4 separate regions of the Triticum aestivum genome follow, and regions 2, 3 and 4 are each linked to region 1. A link is a contact called in public Hi-C data. All regions are on one chromosome and are shown on one strand. Each heading gives the region's core, a stretch centred on a gene start, on an enhancer-like site or on the middle of the called end of the contact. The rest is flanking DNA. Distances are from core to core; before and after follow the strand shown. Region 1 holds the start of LOC542817 (heat shock cognate 70 kDa protein 2). Region 2 holds the start of LOC123105663 (actin-depolymerizing factor 4). Region 3 holds the start of LOC123105667 (SEC14-like protein 1). Region 4 has its middle 14 kb from the start of LOC123105668.

What was found. A called contact is a pair of places that touch in the nucleus more often than the background predicts.
Region 2: a Hi-C map of leaf shows a contact between it and region 1, with 5 times the contacts expected there. The contact joins the promoter of LOC123105663 here to the promoter of LOC542817 in region 1. A contact is called at or near these places in 2 of 5 Hi-C or Micro-C datasets (both in leaf).
Region 3: a Hi-C map of leaf shows a contact between it and region 1, with 3 times the contacts expected there. The contact joins the promoter of LOC123105667 here to the promoter of LOC542817 in region 1. A contact is called at or near these places in 3 of 5 Hi-C or Micro-C datasets (all in leaf) and 1 of 1 datasets of contacts at active chromatin or transcription factors (leaf).
Region 4: a contact with region 1 is called in a Hi-C map of leaf, with 3 times the contacts expected there. The contact joins the enhancer-like site here to the promoter of LOC542817 in region 1. A contact is called at or near these places in 1 of 5 Hi-C or Micro-C datasets (leaf) and 1 of 1 datasets of contacts at active chromatin or transcription factors (leaf).

The regions. Positions count from the first base shown.
Region 1 is chr5A:654,030,374-654,033,073 of IWGSC CS RefSeq v2.1, reverse strand. It overlaps LOC542817 (heat shock cognate 70 kDa protein 2), which reads right to left and starts at 1,305. Exons shown (of 2, transcript XM_044527774.1): 1 at 972-1,305. The coding sequence starts at 1,188.
Region 2 is chr5A:653,656,164-653,658,863 of IWGSC CS RefSeq v2.1, reverse strand. LOC123105663 (actin-depolymerizing factor 4) reads right to left here and starts at 1,392. Exons shown (of 3, transcript XM_044527771.1): 1 at 1,117-1,392; 2 at 1-161. The coding sequence starts at 1,119.
Region 3 is chr5A:653,676,057-653,678,756 of IWGSC CS RefSeq v2.1, reverse strand. LOC123105667 (SEC14-like protein 1) reads left to right here and starts at 1,324. Exons shown (of 7, transcript XM_044527773.1): 1 at 1,324-1,355; 2 at 2,325-2,659. The coding sequence starts at 2,327.
Region 4 is chr5A:654,332,409-654,335,108 of IWGSC CS RefSeq v2.1, reverse strand. No RefSeq gene overlaps it. Among protein-coding and RNA genes, the nearest start is that of LOC123105668, 14 kb to the right of the region's middle. Within about 2 kb of position 1,383, at least 3 of the 8 cell types and tissues checked have an H3K27ac peak or open chromatin away from gene starts, as enhancers often do. A contact at or near this core is called in leaf, where this site is marked.

The DNA.
Region 1 (2,700 bases), core at 56-2,555:
GCACTGAAGTGTAGAACTACAGGTAATTGGTTCCGTCCAAATTTCACTAACAATTAAGAGAAGGAATAGACATAATCAATTTATTTGCCAGCCATAAGATAACAATTTAAGTGTGATTTGTCTAATAATTCATGTATGACAACAAATATATAGTATCAAGCCAAAATAATGATCCAACAGCTATATAAGGATCTAAATGGACCACAGCTGAGGACCATGGAAAATCATAATTAAAGGAACAACTTGATCCAAGATTCGAAAGTAGATCCCAGAAAGCTAGCAGACATGCTCTTTGTGCAATTTTGAAATGAAAACATAGCACAAAATAGTATGCTCATTAATTAACATTATGATGAGAACAGTTGGCAATGAAATGATGACAACTACCGTAGTTAAAAACTGCTAGCACACACTTTAGTGTACAGCAGTTCTGTAGATATTTAGTTCCATCAAAAAAGTTCTTAGTAGAGGATATTTAGTCCACAATATATAACAAAAGTTAGAAGTAAGGATCATGCAGCTATATGCATCTAAATAGAGCACAGCTGAGGACCATGAAACAACCACAATAAGAGGAACAGCTGGGCACAAGCTCCAAAAGTAGATCCAAGAAAGCTAGCAGACATATACAATTATACATGGCAGACACATCACAGATCTGAGCAGTCACCTAAAGGCCAAAAGATGCAGCCTATACCCACAAAAAAACACTATGAACAGACCATGGCCCGCCTCCAGCGTACCAAATCTAGCAGGAATACGACCGAAACCTCATCGTAACTGCTCACACATACTCGGCAGATCTGCCGAAGCAGAAGAGCTCGCACCAAGCGACGGGTCAACGGCTAAAACCTCGACATATTTCGCTGCTCCAAGCGACGGGTCAACGACGCGCGCATCTAGCAGCGACCACACATACAGAGAAAAAACAGATCTGGTGGGAGGGAAAGAGAGGGAGGGGGTGTGCTCACCGAAGACGGTGTTGATGGGGTTCATGGCGACCTGGTTCTTGGCGGCATCGCCGATGAGACGCTCCGAGTCGGTGAAGGCGACGTACGAGGGCGTGGTGCGGTTGCCCTGGTCGTTGGCGATGATCTCGACGCGGTCGTGCTGCCACACGCCGACGCACGAGTAGGTGGTGCCGAGGTCGATGCCGATGGCCGGCCCCTCGCCCTTGGTCGGCGCCATGGCTCTAGCTAGATCGAGAAGAAGGAAGCTAAGCTAGGACTAGGGTTAGGGTTTGAGGAGCCTTTGCGCAGCTGCTGGCGGCGGCTGCTGCGGACTCGGGAGAGGAGGAGGCAGCGAGGAGCGGGGCCGCTATTTATACAGTGGCGGGGGAGGAGCGGCTGTCTGAACCGGCGGAGGCGTGGCCCATACACAGCCCAGGAACTCTCCCGTGGGACCCAGCTGGCAGAGTTCAGCGCGATAAATGCGGTGCTACTTGGACTCTGACCCTCGGACGAGATGGTTTCGTAGCCTCTGTCGCTGCGGATGGGCCCTGCGGTTTTGAAGGTTTTGTGTGGGGCCGTGCTGCGGTGTCACGGGGTGGAAGTGGGGGAGTCGTTGGATTGTTTTGCAGATTCTCGCGTGTCGCCGGAGGGCAGGGGGGCGTGTCCGTTGGGAACCCGTGTGTGTCTCTAGTGGGAAAGCGTCTTCGGTCGGCGGTGGGTGTCACGATCTAGGCCGGACTATTCTGCGCGCCCCGGAGACGTTGGATCGTCATCGGACGGTTCAGAACTTCAGACCGGCCCGAAATATCTGTTTGTGTACGTGGATGTGATGGTTCAGTTTCAGATCTGAGAAAAGTGAACCTCCCACGAAGCAGACTCGAGAAGCTTCCGGCTTCTTCTCCGGCGATGTATTGTTTGTACCAAGTGACCCTTCCTAAAACTTAAATCTATCCACTAGCCCCAAAAAAACTTACAAAAAAGGCTCAGATTTTTATTAGGGGTTCGGCAGGAGCATCTCCATAGCCGCCTGATTAGCCACACGAATCCTAAAGCAAGCCTCCTCGCCACGTCACTGGTCGCGGTCCATTCGCTTGGAGTTGAGGCGGGAGCAAACCATTTTCTCGGGCGGCGTCATCCCACTTCCTACTCCGAGTTCTCCTCTCTCCCCTGCTCCACTCTTCCCACCCACGGCGACGGCTCATGTTCCAACAATTCCCACGACGAGGGTGCGTCGGCGTCCAACCTCGGAGTTGCTGGAGGCAAGGCACGCGGGTACCTGTACCCATTGTGACGGTGTCCTGGATAAGGGGAGACTAACTCAGCCGACCCGTTCTCCTCGAGTTGGGCCGGCAAGCCACCATTCGTGATCAAGATGGACACCGGAAAATCGTACGTAGGAGGCTTGTTCAAGACTACCTCCCCGAAGACTTGACGTATACTCCAGGATCTCTGCCGCCGCCTAGCTCATAGCTACCGACCTTCTAACCCTAAATACCCTCCCTGGCGTGTATATAAGCCATATGGTTTAGCCCATAGATGGGATATCAACGCAAAATCATTCACCTAGTCCTAGAATTAGACCACACATCACGATCTCAAGGTAGATCAACTATGTATTTGATACATCTCCCTTGATATAAACAAGAGCAGGACGTAGGGTTTTACCTCCATCAAGAGGGTCCGAACCTAGGTAAATATCGTCTCCTTCGTTCCCATTACCCTCGATCGAGATTCACAGCTCGGGACCCCC
Region 2 (2,700 bases), core at 143-2,642, 370 kb after region 1:
AAGTCCTCATAGGTGGCCTCGCGCTCCCCAGTTTGGTCCACAATGACCTCCTTCTGGTTCTCCAGCCTGTAGGTTATGAAGCGGTGCATCCTCTTGGACTTGAGCTCCACGAACCTCAGCTTGCAGTCATCATGGATCCCAGCTCCTGACGAAGCGTTTGCCTGGGCGCATAAACAAAGTTACGATGGATATCATAGTTACACAGATAATGCAACCTCAATTCTGCTTGAACAACATCATAGACTCTTTAGTAAACATACAACTCAAGGAACCCCTTTGCGGATAGTCTTATATATCTTTTACTACATAAGTGGAAGAGAGCACTACCCCATTGGTGCTCGAAGCCAAATTTTACTACAATGTCATGAACCAGGAAATGAAATGGCAAAAGGATCAAGGTGTCACAGTCCAACAAAAGTTGAAATCAGGAGCTACGTATCCTAAATTTTGTTAATCTTCTGCACGGCATGGCAGACAGTTTTCAATTGCAACCACCTAAATCAGACTTATCCATCAACTTAACACACACTACCAGATCTCTCTCTATCCTTCTCCACCAACTAGCCTGGAACATGGATTAGCGATCTCTTGGAGACAAAACTGGCGCTCAATAGGTTGTAAATCATACTTTGGTGGCTCGGCGCCAGCGCTACCCACAGATGCACGGCATGGTCGGCAAGGGTTGCTAGCTAACAGGCAGATGCATGTTGACAACACAGATCAGCTGAGTATAGCCTGGATCTACCGATTACAAGTTCCTAAAACTAGGGATCCGAGCGGCCAGTCAACCCCTCCCCAGCCAAATCTCGTGCTACCGACCAAAACACGCGTTTCACCCAAGAGATTCGCGAGGAGAGCAGATGGGTTTCCCACGATCCGACCGCTGGCGACGCAGAAAAAGAGGTAAAGCAAGGGGAGGCCTCGGGTTCGTCCGATCCGGGCATCCCGTCAAGCACTTGCCTACCAGCGGCGAGATCGAGGACCCACGCACGTATCCACCCCGCGTGCAGAGGAAAATTGGACTAGGAGGGGGAGAGCGAGCGAGCGCCGATCTGCGGACAGGCGGCGAGATCGGCGCGCGGAGGCCGCAGGCGCGGCGTGGGGAGGGGGACTTACCATTGCCGAGCTCGGGAGGGGAGGGGAAAGGGGGGTGGGGGTGGATGGATTGCTGGGGGTGGAGAGAGTTGTGTGCTGCGTAGCTTGGAGTTGCTGCTCGCTCGCCTCGCCCGGCCCCCCTTTTGATGGGTGGAGTCGTCGGGGCGTCGCCTCGGGCTCCGTATGTGGTGCGCTCGTGGTCGGCCTTTTTTGCGGCCGCCTGCCCTGCGCACCTCCGTGGCCGCCGGATGGCGAGATGGGCGGGCGGGATTGCTCCCTACCCCGCGGCGTGACAAATCACCGCTTCTTGCGCGCTGCGACTGTCGTCTGGCCGCCTGGGTAAAAACGTACTACTGCTGCCAAAAAGAGACACATTTGCCTTACCCCCGTCCCGATGGTGTGTCTAGCATCATCGGTATACGTGTGAAGGTGTGTCTACGTGGATCTGTCCTTGGTGAATTTGCTCGGATCTGATTGTAATTCGTCTGCGTTTATGTGTTTTCAGGTTGGATCTTTCCAACCTACGCTATTCTTTATTGGCGACGGTTGTTGTTCTACGGTGCCTTAGCACGACGACTTTCTGACTGTCTACTACAACAAGTTTTGCTTGTAGTCGTTGCTAGATCATCTGTGGATGTGAATTTGTTTTTTCTTCATAGCTCATATTTCTTAATGTGTTTCGACTTGAAATTTTGCTGACAATAAAACATCACCCTCTTGACACCACTTTTTGTCGGCGTTCTGGGAACGGGAGTCCCCAGACTTGCCTGCCTGCGGCCCACGACGTGGCTCTGCAAACGGGCCCGTACGGCCCATCTTCACCAACAAGCATTCAAAACCCTCGCGAGGGGCCAAACCTCGCGAGGCGGACGACACAAGACCTCCTCGGAAGCGGCCTCGCCAGACTGGCCCGCGAGGGGCAGAGAGGTCAAGGCAAGGCAAACCCCGCGAGACTCCAATAACGTGAGCCATGACGATCGAGACCAGACGGGCGCCAGCGCGCACAGTATCCTTGTTTCCTCTTTGATGCTAAGGATGCAAGCGCAGACGAGGAGTACCGAGGCGTCAAGCAAAGGTTTTCATAATGGTACAACGAGATCAAGACCAGCAGGACGGCAAGACGGAGGTCACCATGAAGCCCAAGGCGGTGCCACCACCAGAGCCTTTGGCAGACGAAGACTGCTTTTGTCAGGATAACTTGTACTAGCTGTCCCCTTTCAAATTTATCGTTTTGGCATCCCTTCCCGCTCAATATTTGGGGAGAGGATCAGAGCCTCTATAAATAGGATTAGCCACCACAGTAGGAGGCAACTGAGCCTCAGCCATCTCATCTTGGATAGATCCAACCCGTCCTCACACCCACCAAGCACAAGAACACCTCACCTCATGAGGCTGTTCTTCCCCCTGTACTATTCATCCTCAGCCCGAGAGGCAATCCACCACACCACACTAGAGTAGGGGATTACACCACAATGGTGGCCCGAACCAGTATAAATCTTGTGTCCCTTGTGTGCGAGTTCGTTGAGCTTGCCTTTGAGATCGTGGCGAGGTTGATGGCATAGGTTGGTAGGGGGAGATCTTCGTGTGCACCCCAGTGTTCGGATC
Region 3 (2,700 bases), core at 75-2,574, 350 kb after region 1:
CGTGCCATCACTTCAAGGTGTCCTGCCAACACCATTGAAGGGCTTTGCGAAACCAAGATTTCACCAAAAGCGTGAACTTCACCACGAGGTCCGCATAGGAACACCACATTATAGATGACCATCACCATCCAACAAAGTCAAACATGTGCCGTAAATAAAGGGCTCATGTCAAAGGCCATATGACTCTCGCAAGGGGTACAAAAATGAAAAATTTGTGGTTTCATGTGTGTTGTTGCCAAACACCCATCAACACCCTCAAGGAGTGCAACCAATGATAGGGGATATGAGTTGATTTGTGACGCCTTCAGAAAGGGAAGCAACGCCCATGGGCTACATCATAGCCGAGCTTACGCTCGGACGCACACCCTCTATCTTGAGCAGTTATGGGTACGGGGTTAGCATCAAAAGAGCCCTTAGCATGAAGAAACCTGACTGGAGCACATCCGAAGTTAGGAGGGCGATGAAGCGTTGTGATGATGACTTTAGGAAGTATGCAACACCCCGTGCATCGTCACCATGAAGACAGTTTGAGCCTTCAACATAACACCTCCCCATCCCTCATATTCGAGCATCAACAACAACCGACAGTCACCGCCACACTCTTTGCACACTGCGCAACACCACGAGTCGTGCACATAGTGCATGTCACTGGTCTTTTGTTATGGCTTCCGCTTCTCTTCGTGCCCACATATGGTTGGTGAACCTCGGCACAGTTCTTCGACCGTAATGCGTATCAAGCTCAATCGATCTTCGCCGAATTTGGCCCATGAGGCCATCGTACCCCCAGCCATCAAACAGAATGCCCCACTGTCGCCACAGGCCAGTGGTTGATGGGTGCGCCTCAATGCCGTCTAGGGCTACCTAGAAACAGCTAGGTTTCAACAAGGTGGTTTCAAATGAATGCGTTATGCAACCACCAGACGCCATCTACTTCCAATTACTATGTGATTCAATAAATATGACCACGACATCTACTTTCATTCCTACAACTGCGTTTTGCAAGTGAAACAAAATGGAACTTCGTTTTGCAAGTCGAACCAAAATGGGGCCCTTTCTCCCGGCACCACCGTTTCTCTAGAAGAACCAAAATGGGGCCCTCTCCTAAAAAAAACTGTCCTGTCCCCGTTGGGGAACGCGCCGCACCCGCAGCTGGAGATCCCTCCCACCCAGTCCCGGTCCCGGCTCACGAGTCCGCCGCCCCGCCCGCCGAATCCGCCGCCCTCCCTCCCCTCGCCAGCGCCGGAGAAGGGCCGTCCACACCTCCTCCCTCTCCGCCCACCGAACCCGCGACGCCTCCCCTCCCGTCCACTCTCCACCGCACAGGCGATCCGCCTTGGCCGCCGATCTCCTCGCTGGTATGGAATGGAAGCCCTGACGCAGCTCCCTCGGGTTTCCGAGAGCCTCGTGTTTGATTGCTCTCCTCGATACCGCATTTCGCCCCGTCGATCAGTCGGGGGTCTGATTTGGTTGTGTTAGTGGCAGCTCGTTTCCCCCAAAATTTCAGACGGATTAAACTGTACACGGTCCACTTTGGGTCCGCTACTGGGTTCTGCCGATTAGTGGGAGATTCTGCTGAATTTGGTTCTGTTCTAGTGGCCCTAGTAACGTTGACGCACAGTTAGTTGACCTTGGATAGTCTCGTCGCAAGTCGTGGGGAAATTGATAGCTGGAGTGTGTGTACTTAGATACTTTTCAACTAAGAAATTCCGAGAGTTCCTGGGTTCTAACTTGCAATAGTGCAGAAATGTTTTCTGTTTGTTGTACGGAAAGTTATTTACAAACCTATGGGAGCTCTTCCACATCAGATAGTACGTATGTTTTTAATTTGGTGCCATAGCTGGGAATACTCAGTAAGGATTATCCTGTTTTCCAGTTTAATTCTTCAGACATGTTCTGATTACTTTTCTAATACCACAAGCTGACATGATTTTTTCTGGCCATAACTGTACGCATATCTCCTCTCCCCTGGTCCATTTCCTGGTTGCTAGAGACACATTATTTGTAATTGTTGAAAGCTTTTCTGTCTGCAGCATGGAAATACTATTGAACAGTTAGAAAACTGACAGGAGTTAAACATCAAAAGATAAGGACTGTCATGTTTTGCAGTTTAATTCTTAATGCATGGTCTGATTGTTTACTTTTCTTATATCTCACGTCGTCATAAATTTGCTCCGATAACCGTATGCGGATTTGTTTTCCTGTTAGTTCCATTTCCTTCTTGTTACTTTGTTAGAGACACCTGCTTTGCAATTGCTGGTTGAGCTGATGGTAGTGCTAGAGGCAGATGGCAGGGCTCGTGATCTGATTCTGCTCGTGCTTTGTAGGAATGGCCAATTTTACTAAAAACTTCCAGTCTTCAAGCAAACCAGATGGTGAAAAGAAATACCAGGGTACATTGGTTGCTTCTCCAGCAAAGGCCATTTCACCAAAGACAATAAAGCATATTGTGCCAAAACAATTGACCTTGAGCAGGGAGTCAACAGGTCATGTGGCGTCGTTTTTGGTAAAGGTTATTGCTCTTGAGGTAGTGAGGAGGATTTCTAAAGCAAAATGTCCTTTTGTATGGAATTCTATTCAAGCACTGCAAGTTCTTGGATATCCTCCATTTAGGTGGATTCAAAGATGGGCACCACTCAAATTTGTTGTGCAAGGCATTCAGGTAATTTTATTCCTTAGCTCTTCAAGGCCTTGGATCTCTTG
Region 4 (2,700 bases), core at 134-2,633, 300 kb before region 1:
CGCCGCCTTGTACTGCCTATGGTTGTTGATCTCCTTCTTGTCCGCAATCCACTTCTTTGCTTGTTCATCCAAGAGACTTTTTGTTTGCCAACATGATCTTCACATCCTTCGCACCCCGCGATTTGCAGCCTCTCCTTCTCAAGCTCAATTTTTCCAAATGTCCTGGCCTTCTCGAGCTCCCATTTGATCATCGCCTCTTGCTTCTCCAGCCCGATCTTCCGCCTCTCAATTTCCAGTTTCTTCTCCGGCCTCCAATCCCAATCCATCCTCTTCTTTTGCACATCCATCATGAGCTTGTACCTCACCTCTTTCTTGTTCTCCCTCATCGGGGCCGACGGTGAGGATGGGAGAGCAAGGGTGGTGGACGGCGAGGGCTCGGACGCAGAAAAGGTAGGAGGGAGGCGGCAGGAGGGGAAAGTATTTGGTGAATTTGGTGCAATTTATGGTGGGGTAGACCTGGCAGGCCCGACGTGGCGGAGGTGCCCGTGCGCACCCAGGCCTCTTATATTCGCCTCATATTTGGGTTAGATATGAGGGGTAGCCAGTCCGGGTGTTTGAGACGCCCATCTAGGTCGGATTTTTTTTTTACGGGTCACCGAATGAGCCGTCGTCCATCCGTGCGTCTGAGGCGTGCGGCTGTAGATACTCTTAGTCGACTGAGACTGAGATTTAGCAATATTGTACCAAGCCGATGATGGTAACCACGGTGTGGTGTGCGACCGGGACGCGCTCGCATTGCCCAAAGATTCCAGGTGCAACGTAGGCGGCAGCGCCACCACCCAGCACCAACCCACTGTGGATGGCGGGCGCCGTCGCGCGCGCAACGGCACGGCAACGACGTGCGACACCGACCCGAACAATCGCGAGCGGGGCACGGCGTGGCGTGGTGGGAAACGGCACGTCTCGCGTGCGGCGGCGCGCGCTCTAGCTATAGCTCGACCTGATGACGCGCCTACCATACCATATATGCACGTACGTAGGCGCGCCGCGCACGTTGCTGTCGCCCGTTTCGTGCCCGGCACGAGCACCTGATTGACCCGCGACGACGCAGGCAGCCAGCGCACGTACGTGGCGGCGCACCGACCGACGACGAGGCCGGCCACAGGCTGGTCCATCGATCGACGACGCCCCCATGGAAAAAGGGGCGCAGAGAGACCGACTGATTAAAGGCGCGTGCATGCATGATAAGTGTGACGATGATACAGAGATGATGCTGGCTGGCTGGCGGCCACACGCCTGACGTCGACCCCGTTATCGCCGGGCGGACGGGCGGGCGGTGGCCGGATATGATGGGGATTCGGGGCGAGGGACAGGGACGATCCGAATCTGTGGCCGGGCGCGGCCGGTCCACTGGTGGGGGCGGAGCAAGGGAGGCTTCTCCTTGACGCATCCTCGACCACGACTAAAGCGGGCACGCAGCGTCTCGTTCGTACCTACGTACATGTGGTCGAGACTGGAGAGAGCGTGTGTGCGATGATGATGTGTGCGCGCCCGCGCGACGTCCGAGAGAGATTCCGCTGTCAGTGTCAGCTCGCCGGCCCGGCCGAGGCAGCGACGGGACGGCGCCAAAGCTACGTAGTGCCACCCTAGGCGACCCCCCGGCTATCCCGGCGGCAGAAATCACTGTTCTGACCTGAGGACGAAATCAATTCACAAATTGAACTGTTCCGAAATTTTTTTTACCCAGCTAACCCTTTTATGGGGCGCCCGACATTTAGGCGCCACGCTATACCGTGCAGCGCCTAGATCTTAGGCGCCATGCTTCTGGCCAGCATGGCATCCCTGGACCCCGCACCAAGCAGTGCAGCGCCTTTGAGCTAGGCGCCACACACGTAATGTGCAGCGCCTAACAGCCAGACGCTGCACATGCACTTACTAACTGTCGCGGACATTTATTTCTAGTACCTGAAAATTACTAAGTCAGTGTGCAGCGCCTGACGTCTAGGCGCTGCACAATTAATCAACAAGGCGATGGGCGCGCGATGCTAGCTTGTGAGGTCGGAGCGGAGAGGGACCATGCATGTACATGTAAGGTCGGACCAAGCAAGCAAGGGCCAGCTTAAAACCTCTCGCTCTCTCCCATCCACCACGCCACCACCAAGTACAAGATGTAGTGCCACAGTGCCAATGACAGTTTGCCGCTAGCTGCTTGTGCAGTCGGGCATGCCTGGACCTGGCTAGCTAGCTTCCTCAACTATCCTGCAGCTGCATGCATGCTGGTCATGGTCAGCCTGGTGCTACTGCTAGCTAGCTAGCTCGCCATACATAGGTCGATCTTGCGTGTCCCAGGGATGACATAACTCTTGGCAGATTTAGGACTTAGGTACATATATGTACACACACGCATCGCATGCACGCGCATCTACTAGCTATATGGGCTTAAAGCTAGGCTAGCTAGAGACGGAAGACAAATTTCATTTCATTTCTTTTGGGTCTAGGCTTTCGTGCACAATGATCCGTAGCTGTCAGTGCCCATCGATCGATCAGCCGACCGAGTGGCCAAAGGGAGACGGGCGTACGTACGAGCTCGTGTGACTCCGTCTACCTACCAATCGACATCGTCCGGACTCTTGCTTGTTATGCATAGTGCAGTGCCTAGACGTCAGGTGCTACACTGTATAGTGTAGCGCCTAACTCTCAGGCGCTGCACACTGACTTGGCAATTTTTAGGCATCAGAAACAAATGTTCGCGACAGTTAA